Regions from separate parts of the Pan troglodytes genome. Here all the other regions are linked to region 1. The links are chromatin contacts, called in public Hi-C and HiChIP or PLAC-seq maps. All regions are on one chromosome and are shown on one strand. Each heading gives the region's core, a stretch centred on a gene start, on an enhancer-like site or on the middle of the called end of the contact. The rest is flanking DNA. Distances are from core to core; before and after follow the strand shown.

Region 1 (4,246 bases), core at 604-3,103:
AGAAGAGAGAATCCTATTAGCTTCCCCAGGGATGGAAGAATGTCCCATCAACCACCATTGCTAAAGACAAAAACTATCTTGGGGGATCTGGGTATATCTCCTGAAGTGGCAACATAGAAACATTTTTTAACATAACATTGTTATTCTTAAAAAATTTTGTAACTGTTGCAATCCACTGTATCACATATGTTTTATTACAAGATAAACAATTTCAGCCAGGAGTGGTGGCTTGGCCTGTAGTCCCAGTCCCTTGGGAGGCTGAGGCAGAAGAATCACTTGAGCCCAGAAAATTGAGGTTTCAGTGAGCTATGATAGAACCACTGCACTGCAGCCTTGGCAACAGAGCTAGACCCTGTCTTGGGGGGAAAAAAAAGGCCCGGCTACAGTGACTGGTGCCTGTAATCCCAGAACTTTGGGAGGCCAAGGCGGACGGATTACTTGAGCTCTGGAGTTTGAGACCAGCCTGGGCCACATGGCAAAACCCCGTCTCTACAAAAAATACAAAAATTAGCTGAGCACGCACCTGTAATCCCAGCTACTAGGAGGCTGAGGTGGGAGGATCGCATGAGCCAGGAAGGCAGAGATGGCAGTGAGACGGGATCATGCCACTGCACTCCAGCCTGGGTGAGGGTGACCTCATCTCAAAACAAAAACAAAAAAACAAACAAACAAGAAAATTGCAATTACTTAATACTTGCATTATTTACCTAACTTCTCCTGAGTCCCAACATAAAGGCATCCATGCTTAAGAACGTTGCTTGTCCTGTCCCAGGGTCCCCTTGGTCCACTGCAGAATCTTTCACTACAGTATAACATGTTTTTTCTTTCAACATTTTTAAGTTTTCCAAATCCGTAAGAAATGGGCACTGTTAGTATTAAAGATATAAAGAAATTTAAGACAAGTGCTGTGTCGTTTAGATTTAGCAGTCAGTGTGATTAGAAGCAGCAGAGGAGAGGCGTGACCCAAGACACCGATTCTAGTTATAAGGTCTCTCTGGCTTCAAGAGGGGAAGCAGGGAGGCCCTATCGAGTTGCTGCGGCTCAGGTCAGAAACGGTGGACTGGACTAGGGGGCGGGGGTATCAGTGGCAGCAGGCGGAGCTGGCAATTGCCAGGAGTCCTTGGCCAGAGCCTGACCCAGCCCACCCAGCTCTCTGGTTTTCTGCTTGGAGAGAAAGATATCCTGACAGATGCGAGTTTAGGCAGTGCCCTGGGTATGACCAAAGGATGTTGGTTAAAGGCTCCGTTCTGGGAACGGGTCAGGATTCGTCCTTGCTTCCTTCTGAAGGGTTTTGTGTCCTCAGGCTGTTTCCTGGTTTGTGAAATAGGATAGTAGCTGCCTCCTGCATCCATCAGGTAATAGGGATGCAATGATTACATAAGGACTATGAAGCCATGGCAGCCATTCTTATTAATAACCTGAGGGGCGCAGAACGTCGTTTAGAGTTTGCAAGGGTTTGAAAAGCCCCCCGTAAGTGGACACTTCCCAGCAGAGGCCATCACACTAACTCTCGCGTGCTCAGCTCCTTGCATTTTACAGAAGTCCCCCCAGAAACTCTCGTTGGCGCCTCTTAGCTGCCCAATGAGGCCACATGAGTCATTAACCTCGTTCATATAACAGAAAACGGAGCTCTGACGGATCTCGTTTCCCCTGTGGGGAGATCACTGAGTCGGAAACGAAGCTCTGTGGCCATGGATCTACTTCGGATAGACTGGGAGGAAATGGATTTCCTCCGTGGGGCGGGAGGCTCTAGTGCTCGAGGGCAGGAAACGCCAGGAGGTGGCCCAAGGAAGAGGCCGCACACGACGCCCCGCCCCCGGCTCGAGCCCCGGATGAGGAAGTGGTGCGGCCACCGAGACGAGACGGAGGCCCGGCGAGAGCGGCGCGGGGGCGCGAGGGCGGGAAGGAGGCGGGGCCCCGGGGCGGAGCCACCGGAGCGGCGCGGGTTCTCAGGTGAGCGCTACACGGTCGGGGCGGGCCTTGCAGGCGCTTCAGGCTTAGGGGCGGAAGCAGCGCGGGCCGCGCGGGCGTAGGCGGGGTATCTGGAGGAGGCGCAGGGAACCTGGAGAGGGTCCAGCCCTCAGTGCCCCGGCCAGAGGCGGGAAGGGGCTCTAGAGCTTCGGTGAGTGGAGCTGCCCGCCCCGGACTGGGGATTGGGGGGGCTTGAGATAGGGGACCTTGGCCCAGGCTCCATCCCCATTCCGCTGTGTGACCTTGGACAAGTCTCTCTCCCTCTCTGAGCCTCAACGGCCTCAGCTGTGAAATGGAGTCAGGGAAGGTCTGCTGAGAGTTCGCACAGACCGAGGTTTGGGGAAGGAACTTCTGCTTTCCTCCTCTTTGTGGTTGCCTTGCTCAGGACATTGGCAGCAAAACGAGAATGGTGGGAGTGTCTCTTAAGTCTCGAGTGACCTTGAGCAAGTCCCTTGCCCGGAGTCACACTTTCATCATCTACAAAATGAGTGGGCTAACCTCTTTTAAGATCTCTTTACTATTTGGGTGTTATTGGTGTAGATGGAGACAAGGTGATGAGCACCCATTCAGCGCAATGCTTCCCCTATGGGGGTGTGATAGAATATCTTCTCCTAGGTTTGACTAGCCCCTGGCCCGAATTCCCCTTAGTTCCTGGATTCTGTGGTTCTATTTGTTCTCCATCGCTCCTTGTAACTGGAGGAGTGACTTCTTCCGAGAGTCACTTGGCACCACTTCACAGCAGAGGAACACCAGTATCTTCACTGGCCTAAAATCAAAGAGTGGTTGCAAGGAAAAATCTGACATTCCAACCTTTTCGTTTGTGTTTCTGTGGCAGGGAGGCAAGATGACTTCTCTGCCCCAAGCTTGGAACAGCTAAAGGGAAAAACAGTGCAAGATGAGAACAACAAAGGTCTACAAACTCGTCATCCACAAGAAGGGCTTTGGGGGCAGTGGTCAGTATCGATTGGTCTTTAGAGGTTTTGTAAGTTGGCTGAGGTTCTGGTGTGTGCAATACCTAGAAATTACACACTGACTCGTGTGACAATTGAGGCTAAACAGGCGACTAAACAGACTAAAGCAGCAACTGTCATACAGTAACAATAGGAGGATGGCAGGACCCTTCTAATGCATTTGCATGAAGACTTTTAAGGAACATTGTGAATGCTGCCGGTTTACTACCCTTCATTTGTTGAATTGCATTGTTAATTACAAATCTTCCGTGTATGTTCCATAAAATTCCAGCCTGCACTGGTTTGGCAGATAAGAGAAACTAAAATCGTTTATCAGTTTTTACACTGAGTGAGAGAGAAGCAGCATAGATGTGCATAGAGCAGGTATGATCAAAGCATGAACCTTTGCCTGGCTTGTAGGCATGGGAAGAAGGAGCAGGATACAGCATGTTATTCTGCAGTGAACTATAGTCTGAGTATCTACTCTGCTTCTAATTTTCCTGGTGACCTTGGGCAAGCTCCTAGTGTACCTTATCTGAAAGTTGAAGGGCTTTAGAATAGTTTCTCTTAACATCTATTTTTTTTCCTTTCTTTCTTTTTCTTTTTTTTTTTTTTTTGGGACACGGTCCCCCATGTTGCCCAGCCTGGTCTGGAACTCTAGAGCTCAAAAGATCCTTCCACCTCAACCTCAACCTCCCTAGTAGTTGGGATTACAGGCGTGAGCCACTGTACCCAGCTCTCCTTAGCACCTTGAATCCATGAATCTGAAGAATAAAAGGGCACTTAGTATAATTTTTTTTTCTTTCGTAAGGGAATAATTTTCCATTCTGTCTTAACAGCATTATTTACTTCAGAAATTGGAGTTAACAATATAATGACTCTTTTTATTTTATTTTATTATTTATTGGCATTTTTTTTTGAGACAGAGTCTCGCTCTGTCGCCAGGCTGGAGTGCAGTGGCGTGATCTCAGCTCACTGCAACCTCCACCTCCCAGGTTCAAGCAATTCTTCTGCCTCAGCCTCCCGAGTAGCTGGGACTACAAGTGCATGCCGCCACACCTGGCTATATATTTTTTTGTTTTGTATTTTAGTAGAGACAGGGTTTCACCATGTTTCCCAGGCTGGTCTCGAACTCCTGAGCTCAGGCAATCCGCCCACCTTAGCCTCCCAAAGTGCTAGGATTACAGGCGTGAGCCACCGCGCTAGCATGAGTCTTTTTAACATTGTATTTTAGGGTGTATTTACTTCTACATTATGTAGATATAAGCCTCCAGAGGGGAAGGACTGCCAAAAAGGGAAAACAATAGTTTCTCTATCATAGAGCA
Region 2 (4,780 bases), core at 1,004-3,503, 190 kb after region 1:
GATTTTGGGGTAGGCTAGAAGACAAGCCCATACAGCAAATAGAAGAGCAACGGCCGGAGCAGCAGAAGGGAAGCTGGGAGAGTCGGTCAAGGAAGGGTGAGCAGTCGTGCCCAGTCCAGCCAAGAGGACCAGGGAGGTGGGCACTATGAAGCCTCCTTGGCTTTGACAACAAGGAGGGCTCTGGTGGCCACGGTGGAGGAGTAGGGACAGGGCGAGAGCACACTGAGCTGATGGGTGGGTAGGAGGTGAGGAAGAGGAGACGGGGAAGTTTGGTGAGAAGAAAAGCTTCATGGGAGAACCAGAGTGTCCTTTACACATGTCAGAAATCAATTATTTAGAATGCTCCAGCTCTACCTAATTTTCACTGTTTTGAAATCAATCTTAGTCCAACCTCATCAGAAAAGCTGGAAGGGCTCTAAGCCCTCTAAGAGCTAGAAGGAACTGAGGAGGTCCCCCCATCCAGGGCTGGCCCTCCTCCCATCTCTCACTGGGACCCCATCCTTACGGGGGGTGGAGTGGATGATTCATTACTATCTAGCATGCTCTTTAAATATATTCACTAGGGGAAAGATCAGCCTGGTTTGTTAACCTCGATTCCAACAGCAAAGGTGACTCTTCAAAGCATGGTGAAGCCTGGGGTAGTGGCCTCCTCCCAGACCCACATTCAAATCCTGTTTCATGGGCCCCCAAAAGTGTGATCGTTTCAGCATCATAGCAGGAAGAGGAAGGCCTGGGAGGCAGGAAAGCTGGTATGGAGACCCCAGCTCTGCTCACTCGCTGTGCAAACTAGGGCCGGCCCCTCCTTTCCCTCAGACCTCAGTTTCCCGTTATTCAGGATAAGGGGTTAGACAGGGGCGATTCTAAGGGTCCTGCCAGCTCTGACATTTCAGCATGTGGATATCTATTCTAAAGTCCTTGAAACAGTTAAGTCCAACTCACCAGATGGAAAACAGGTCCAGAAAAGGCCTGGTCTCCAGTTCCCTCCCTTCTCCCTTCGAACACGTCTTACTCTCTAGAGCAAGATTCCAGGCCTGAAATATGGCTTCCCAATTACCTAAGGATGAAGCCTCCAATCTTCGGCCTGGCATTTAAAACACTCCGTAATCTTGTTTTACCCAACCTCACTTCCCATTCTTAGGCCTCTCTTCTCACCATCTCCCAGGTCACTGCCAAGCCTTTGCCCATGCTGTACCCCAGGCCTTAATCTTTTTCCTGACTCTCCTTCAAGATCCAGCTTATCCCTGTGGGCTGAGCATGCAGTAGATGCTCAATAAAATTATCAGCGAGCCCAAGGCCCCCTCTCCTGCACTGCCCTTGGCATGTTGAAATCAAGTGGGGGCCTTGTTTTAATCATCATTTTCCTAGCTTGTCGGGCAGCCCAGCCCAGGGCCTGGCACAAGGGACCCTCAGTATCCAATACCAGCCAGGATTGGGAGGGGCTCAGTGACCAGCCAGTTGGGCCACCCCAGCTCTTTGCCACAAGAGAAAGTTCAGCCTGGGTTTGGACTCAGATCCTGGCCCCACCACTTACAGGCTGCGTAACCCTGAGCAAGTCACTAACCTCGCTTTTCCTCAGGTTCCACGTTTTAAATATGGGGAGGCCAGCTGTGCCCACTATGGGCTGGGTAGTGAGGATTAAAGAGGAGAATGCTTGTACGGGACTAGCACTGTGCTGGCTCCTAATGTGTCCTCAATATTACTTGTCCCGCCCTGGCCACCCAGTCCCCTCCTCTGGTGGAAGGCACAGCCTGCCCAAGGCTACGTCTCAGGTTGGGTTCGATTGTGTGTGTCTGTGTAGCGGGGCTGTCCCCGAGGGTCGGACTCGATCCTGCCCCGACCAGTACAAGGTGTGGCCCAGCAGAACGCATGGACAGGCAGGGCTCGGGGCGGGCGGGACGGCTGGGGCGGGGCTGGGCGGACCCGCCCCTCAGGGCACGCGGCCTCCCGGCTTCTCCGCCAGTATGTTTGCTTGCTTTTGGGGCCCTTCTCAAGCCAGATCTCTAACGTGGATGGAGTGGCGCGTTTCAGGGTGGGGCTATGACAATGCACTGCCTGTGCAGCCGCCATCACCGCGCCCCCTCCACCGGCTCCGCAGTCTCCTGCCCGGCTTTCCCTTCTCCACCTCCATCTCTGCGGCGGTAAAATGCAGCACTCGCAGAGCGCCTGCGCGGCTTTCAGGCCGGGCGGCTGCGGCGGCGGCGGCGGCGGCGGCGGTGGCTATTTATAGTAGGTGACGTCACCTTGAAATAGACCGTTAGGGCCGGCCCGCCCTTCCCCCCTCCCACTCCCGCCGCTCCCCGCCGCCCGGCCTGGCCACTCTCACTGCGCAGGCGTCGTCCCGTCCTCCCATCCCCCAGCGCGGCCGCCTCTCCTCCCTCGGCGTTGTCCGCGGCGCGAGCCACAGCGCGCGGGGCGAGCCAGCGAGAGGGCGCGAGCGGCGGCGCTGCCTGCAGCCTGCAGCCTCCGGCCGGCCGGCGAGCCAGTGCGCGTGCGCGGCGGCGGCCTCCGCAGCGACCGGGGAGCGGACTGACCGGCGGGAGGGCTAGCGAGCCAGCGGTGTGAGGCGCGAGGCGAGGCCGAGCCGCGAGCGACATGGGGGACCGGGAGCAGCTGCTGCAGCGGGCGCGGCTGGCCGAGCAAGCGGAGCGCTACGACGACATGGCCTCCGCCATGAAGGCGGTGAGCGCGCCGGGAGCCCGGGCGGCTGGCCGGGGGGGCCTGGCGTTGGGGAGGGACGGGGATGGCCGCGGGCGGCGTTCCCCTCCCGGCCATGGGCGACCCGGCTGGGCGTGGCCGCCCGCCCGCCCTTAGCCCGCGCTTCCCGCTCCCGCTGGGCGTCCCGCCACTACCTGAGGCTGGGCCCGGGGTGGGGGATCCGGGAGGGTGCAGTTCGGGATCGCGAAGGCAGCCCCGGAAGGGGGGCGGGCCGGTCGGGGTCGCCACATCTTAGTTCGGAGCCCGGCCGGGGGCAGAGGGTGCCCTAGGGGACGCAAAGGAGCCGCATTCCTCCTTCTAGAGCGTTTCACCGGACCCGGGGGCTCCCCCTCTCGTCTTCCTCCGTTCCCCAACTTGGAATAAAGAATCACCTAGTAAGTGGCGCCCTGTCTCAGCTGGTTTTCTCTGCCACGACCTGAAGTCTGTAATTCCGATCTGTTTTGCTCTGCTCGTTCGAATTGTTCTGGTTCCATCTTCCCACGCCTGGGGGTCTGGCTTTGTGTGCGAAGACCCCTTTCCTGCAGTCTAGGCGTGGACGGGGGCGGGAGAGTGGGCGGAGGGTGTGGGGCCCCACTTCACAGCCCCAGGTTTGCTGCTGCGCTCTCTGCTTGGAGATTAAAATGAAACGTGACTTCTAGGTGAGACGAATCTGTGTGTCTTTGCATTCCTGAGACCCTCATAAATCGATTCTGCAGCTTCTCCGGTGGATGAGTCGTGCCCAGCCACACCCTAGCAAAATACCGTGGGTCACACACCACCTGCATTTCTGAGTTCCGGTTACCATCTCACTCTCTCTCCACGTTATTTTACGTTTTCTGTAAATGAATATTTCCTCTCCCTGCGTCAAGGTCACACAGTGGTAGAACTACAACTGCGACCACCAACCTATGTTCAGTGTACAACCTCCTGAGACCTGGGAGGATCCCCTTGAACTCCGCCTTAGATCTATAGATTCAGAAATTCGGGCGGTGAGACTCAGACATCTGCATTGTAACCAGCTCTCACAGGCGATTTTTAGCTGGCTTAAGTCTGAGAATTACTGCCCATGATTATAGTAAATGTATCCTTTGCTGGCCTTTTGGAGGGAGTTCCGAAAAAAACTGCCAATACAAAGGCTCCCTAAAATCTTAAGTCATTTGGAAAGCTCATTTGAAGGCTTTTGATGTTAATATCAGATGAAATATGTAGTTGGGGCCAATATTTAGGATTGTTCAGGTAAGAAAGGTACTTGAAGAGTTGCCTTTCCTCTGGTGTCCTTGTTACACACATAACTGGGTGTGTTTGGAAACCAGCAACACCGTTGCCCGTATGTTGATTTGTTGGTGATCTTGACTTGAGCACTATTAGCGTGCTGTTGTGGTGAGGCAGGTTTTCTTGCAGACCGGGGGACGGTCTAGGTCTGGAGGCTGAACTTTATGTAATTCAGGGGGTCCTTTAAAAGAAAATCTAAAATATAATTTTGCATATTTTACAAAAATGGGACTGACGAATGCATTTCCTTGGAAGGGACCCTGAACCTTAATTTTCTTTGGGATAAAGCTGCCTCTGTCCACAGCAGGTCACACTTAAGCCCCTCCTCCCCAGGAACTGAGTGGTGCTGGGATTATGCAGGCTGAGGCCTCTCCACACATTTTCATGAAGTGGTTGCTCACCCTCTAAGTGAGACGTAAAGACTGCAGTGTTCGGAGCCCTTCGGGAAATAAATGTGGTGAAAAGAAAGGAGGGACAAGGTTTAAAGGAAGGGGAAATGGAGGTTAAGGAAAAATGGCTAGAAGGTGTGTTCTGGAACAATCAGAAACCTGAGGCAACTTGAAATGGGGGAAAAAGGCAAGAATGGAGAGATGTTACCAGAACGAAATCTAGTTTGAGCAGAGAAAAAGACTGGCTTTCTAGTAGGCTTGTAAAATGCTTTCCTGCAGCAAGCTACTTGTGTCCATAGATCTTCTCTGGAGGGTTAAGGTAGCCTTTTGTAAACCAAAGGAATCTATAATATCTATATTTGAAATAATTAATGAGTTGGAAAAGCCACCCAGCGTAGAAGAGTCAATCCAAGCTTTAATTCTGC
Region 3 (4,676 bases), core at 245-2,744, 220 kb after region 1:
TTGGAGGCTGAGGCAGGTGGACTGCTTGAGTTCAGGAGTTTGAAAGTAGCCTGGGTAACATGGCAAAACAATAAATACAAAAATTAGCCAGGCCTGGTAGTTCCAGCTACTCAAGAGGCTGAGGTGGGAAGATTGCTTGAGCCTGGGAGGTCGAGGCTGCAGTGTGCCAAGATCGTGTCACTGCAATTCACCCTGGGGAACAGAGTGAGACTGCCTCGAAAAAAAAAAAAAGAGTGAATAAACACGAAGATTAGGCCCTGTGACCCCCAACACACACGCACACGCACACACATGCGTGCACACACACACACACTCCTTTTTATTTTGAGATGGAGTCTCGCTCTGTTGCCTAGGCTGGAGTGCAGTGGTGCAATCTCGGCTCACTGCAACCTCCGCCTCCCGGGTTCAAGCTATTCTTGTGCCTCAGCCTCCTGAGTAGCTGGGATTACAGGCGCGTACCACCACACCAGGCTAATTTTTGTATTTTTAGTAGAGACAATTTCACCATGTTGGCCAGGCTGGTCTCGAACTCCTGACCTCAAGTGATCCGCCTGCCTCGGCCTCCCAAAGTGCTGGGTTTACAGGTGTGAGCCCCTGCGCCTGGCCATACTGCTTCCTTAATGTATTAGGGTTCAATCAGAGAAACTGTACCAGTAAGGGGATACAGATTAAGAGATTCGTTGCAAGGAGGTGATTTGCGCGATTGTGGGGCTGGCTAGGTAAGTGCAGTAAGTGCAGGCTGGAACTCTTGTCAAGGGCTGAAGTTGCTATCCACAGGCAGAATTTCTTCTTCAGGAAAACCTCAAGTCTGATTTTAAGGCCTTTCAACTGCGTCTATCAAGCCCTCCTAAATTATTCAGGATATCTTCCTTTTATATAAAGTCAACTGATAATGGACTTTATTCGCATCTACAAAACAACTTCACCAAAACATCCAGTTTCGTGTTGGAATAATTGGGGCCTTCAGTCTAGCCAAGTTGACACAGTAAAAAAGACATCACACTCAGCAGGGCATGGTGGCTCAGTCCTGTAATCCTAGCACGTTGGCAGGCCAAGGCGGGAGGATTGCTTGAGGCCAGGAGTTCCAGACCAGCCTGGGCAACGTAAAAAGACACCATCTCTCCAAAACATAAAAAAAGATAAATTAGCTGGGCTCGATAGCTATACCTATAGTCCTAGCTACTCAGGAGGCTAATGTGTGAGAATCACTTGTGCCCGGAGTTTGAGGCTGCAGTAAGCTATGATCATGCCACTGTACTCCAGCCTAGGTGACAGAGCGAGACCGTGTCTCAAAAACAAACAAACAAAAAGCAGTGGAACGTTGCTTTACGTATATTAGAGCACTTACCACATGCCCTGTGGTTAAGTGATTTGCATGCAGCATCTCAGTTAATCTCAGAACATCCCGTGACGCAGGTATCCTTCTTGTCCCTGATTTTACAGGTCAGGAAACGGCCTCAGAGAGGTGAGGAGACGCCCACAGTCGCGTGGCGTGGTGCACCTGTGTTCTGAACTGTCACTTGCCTCTCCCTGTGAGCCTCTCTTTACTCTGCCTTGTCTTCTTGTCCTGGGGCAAGAAGTTAGGGTTCAAGACCCTTCGGGATGTGAGGATGTTTCTGCCACTCCGGACCTTAGTTTTCTCCCCTAAGTGGCTCTATCTCTCCCGGCCTGAGTTTGGAAGGGAGGCACCAAACTCCTTTTCTTAGGCCTGTGCTGCCATCTATGGAGCTCGAAGGTGCTCGCCACGCTCCAGACCGGCCACCTGGCAGGCAGGTGAGCTTGCAAGTGTGAAGAGCAGCGGGATGCGGGGGAGGGAGCAAGCCTAGTAACAAATAAAGCAAATATCATCGGCCCTTGTCCTCAGCTGCTCGCTCAGGCCCCCCAGAATCCTGTAGCATTTCTGGGGATTAAGAGGGTGGTGGGGTTTTCACCTCTATCACGTCTACTGCCAGCCTGGCGCCCAAAGGTTCGGCCGTCATCCGCCCCAGCGGGTCCCTGGAACCGCCGGGATGCCCAGGCTGCCAGGGGGTCTAATGGGAAACTGGGAGTTTCTTTCAGGCCACAGGATAGGTCTGCAGTGCGACTCAGGCTCCCGCGGGGACCTGCCCACTCGAACGGGGGAGGAGAAAGAGGCTCCGGGGGAGAGCCAAGGAGGTGGAGAAGAGGAGCGGCGTCCCGGGAAAGGGGATGCTGGAGCTCCTGCCGACGCTCCACCTGTAGCCCCGCCCTTGACTCCGCCCACTTCCCCGCCCCTCCCTTCCAGGCGCAGCCTCGAGGTGGCGCTGTGGGGCCGCGCAGGGTCTAGGGCGACTTTCTGGGGGAGCCGCGGCCGCCAGGCTCCGTGGGTTTTGGTTCAGGCGCCGGTTAGTGTCGGGGTAGGCCACGCAGTGAGTTGGCTTGTGGCAGGAGGCAGGCGGAAACCGAGGCTGAGAGGCTGGCTGTCGCTGCCACCCCTCAGCAACCCCAGTGCAGCTGGTCATCCTGTCAGCCGATCAGTCAGTCGCGTCCCCAGCCCGGCTCACACGCCTCCTCCATCAGTCCCTCAGCCAGTCCCTGCGTTTCCTTTCTTTCCCTTGCCTTTCTCTCTCTTTTTTCTTGTCTTTTCTTTCTTTCTTTTCCTTCCTTCTCTTTCTATTTCTCTCACTTTCTTTCCTTTTCTTTTTCTTTTTTTGAGAGGGGTCACCTCACTATGTCACCCAGGCTGGAGTGCAGTGACGTCATCTCGGCTCACTCAGCTTCGACATCCTGGGCTCAAGCCATCCTCCCGCCTCGGCCTCCCAAAGCTCCGGGATCACAGGCAGAGCCACTGTATCCGCCCAACCATTGCGGTTCCTGCCAGGTGGTCGGCTGGCAGGTCGGCCCTTGTCACCTGGGTCCCCGAGCCCTGCACACTGTGAGGGCGAACAGAGTCCATGGAGGATGGTGAAGGGAGGAAATATGTGGAGCCCAGGCCTTGCTTTTTCTGTTTGTTGTTGTTGTTTTGTTTTTTTTTTTTTTTAGACGGAGTCTCGCTCTGTCGCCCAGGCTGGAGTGCAGCTCACTGCAAGCTCCGCCTCCCGGGTTCACGCCATTCTCCTGCCTCAGCCTCCCGAGTAGCTGGGACTACAGGTGCCCGCCACCACGCCCGGCTAATTTTTTGTATTTTTAGTAGAAACGCGGTTTCACCGTCTTAGCCAGCATGGTCTCGATCTCCTGAACTCGTGATCCGCTCACCTCAGCCTTCCAAAGTGCTGGGATTACAGGCGTGAGCCACCGTGCCCGGCCTCTTTTTTTTTTTGAGTCTTGCTCTGTTGCCCAGGTTGAAGTGCAGTGGTGCGATCTCTGCTCACTGCAACCTCTCCCTTCCGAGTCCAAATGATTCTCTTGCCTCAGCCTCCTGAGTAGCTGGGATTACAGGCACTCACCACCACGCCTGGCTAATTTTTGTGTTTTTAGTAGAGGCGAGGTTTCACTATGTTGGCCAGGCTGGTCTTGAACTCCTGGCCTCAAGAGTCTGCCCGCCTCGGCCTCTCAAAGTGCTGGGATTACAGGTGTGAGCCACTGTGCCCGGCCGTTTTTTTTCTGTTTTTGGTCAGAGTTACTTGCCAAAGGGCTTTGGTTTTTTCCCCTCAGGATCTCCCAGGCCCTTGGGGGGCAGAGGGGACAACGATGCTGACCCGCTCCTGAGGTGGCGCTCGGCCAGCACAGCTGTCCCTGGAGCAGAAGAGTGGCAGTGGAGGGGCCAGAGCCCTGGCTTTCAGCGGCTGTACTGAGAGTTACTCCACGTTCAGCCCTTCCCCGCCCGACGCGGATTGGCTGTGGGCTGGGTCTGATCCTTCCCGGACCTGGAGCAGCTGTGGGCTGGGCCTGATCCACTGACTGCCTTCTATGTCAGAGCTGGCAGCATGGGGGCCCAGACCCGGGCCCTTCCAGGAGGTGCCAGGGCAGTGGGACCCAGCCCTGAGCTGGAGAGAGCATTCCTGTGCTGGTCGCGGCAGTGCTTCCACCTCACTGTGTGTGCTTGTGCAGGTCACTTCACCCAGGCCTCGGTGTCATCACGGACAGCTTTCAGAAAGGGGAGACAGCCTGGGCATGGTGGCTCACACCCATAACCTCAGCACTTTGTGAGGCCAAGGTGGGGAGGATCACTTGAGGCCAGGGGTTCAAGACCAGCCTGGGCAACGTAGTAAGTAACCCCATCTCTAAAGAAAAAAAATTAGCTGGACATGGGAGGCCGAGGTGGGAAGATGGGGCTTGAGCCCAGGAAGTCGAGGCTGCAGTGATCCTCGACTGCACTCCAGTGGTGCATTTGATTACACTACTGCACTCCAGCCTGGGTGACAGCGAGGAGACCCCTCTCAAACAAACAAAATCCCCCCAAACCAAAACCTGCCACCTACTTCCTTGCCCTGCCCGGTACTGTGGGTTTGGAAATATAACCATGGAGGTGAAAGCCCAGGTGTGAGGAAGTTATAACCTGACCTCTCATGGTTTTCCTGATGCAGGGGAGGAAGAATGGAAGAAAGAAATGAGAAAAGGCAGGGGTGGCCTGAACTCCTGGGCTCCAGGGGACGCTGTGTCTGTTACCCCCACCCATAGGAGCCTGGGGTTCTGGCCTGGGCTGTGTGACCCTGGGCCTGTCTCTGCTGCTCTCTGGGCTTTTACAGCAGTGAAGAGCTTGGGTTCTATGATCTCTA

Evidence for each region. Hi-C and Micro-C count contacts between places; a contact is called where the count stands out from the background. HiChIP or PLAC-seq counts read pairs in DNA pulled down with a chosen protein or histone mark.
Region 2: a Hi-C map of stem cell-derived neural progenitor cells shows a contact between it and region 1, with 2.2 times the contacts expected there. The contact joins the promoter of YWHAH here to the promoter of DEPDC5 in region 1. A contact is called at or near these places in 1 of 7 Hi-C or Micro-C datasets (stem cell-derived neural progenitor cells) and 1 of 1 datasets of contacts at active chromatin or transcription factors (stem cell-derived excitatory neurons).
Region 3: an H3K4me3 HiChIP or PLAC-seq map of stem cell-derived excitatory neurons shows a contact between it and region 1, with 3 times the contacts expected there. The contact joins the promoter of SLC5A1 here to the promoter of DEPDC5 in region 1. A contact is called at or near these places in 1 of 7 Hi-C or Micro-C datasets (stem cell-derived neural progenitor cells) and 1 of 1 datasets of contacts at active chromatin or transcription factors (stem cell-derived excitatory neurons).

What each region holds. Positions count from the first base shown.
Region 1 is chr23:33,867,283-33,871,528 of NHGRI_mPanTro3-v2.0_pri, forward strand. It overlaps DEPDC5 (DEP domain containing 5, GATOR1 subcomplex subunit), which reads left to right and starts at 1,854. Exons shown (of 41, transcript XM_063808211.1): 1 at 1,854-1,953; 2 at 2,807-2,924. The coding sequence starts at 2,867.
Region 2 is chr23:34,059,655-34,064,434 of NHGRI_mPanTro3-v2.0_pri, forward strand. It overlaps YWHAH (tyrosine 3-monooxygenase/tryptophan 5-monooxygenase activation protein eta), which reads left to right and starts at 2,254. Exons shown (of 2, transcript XM_001151423.7): 1 at 2,254-2,679. The coding sequence starts at 2,593.
Region 3 is chr23:34,085,975-34,090,650 of NHGRI_mPanTro3-v2.0_pri, forward strand. SLC5A1 (solute carrier family 5 member 1) reads left to right here and starts at 1,495. Exons shown (of 17, transcript XM_063808216.1): 1 at 1,495-1,773.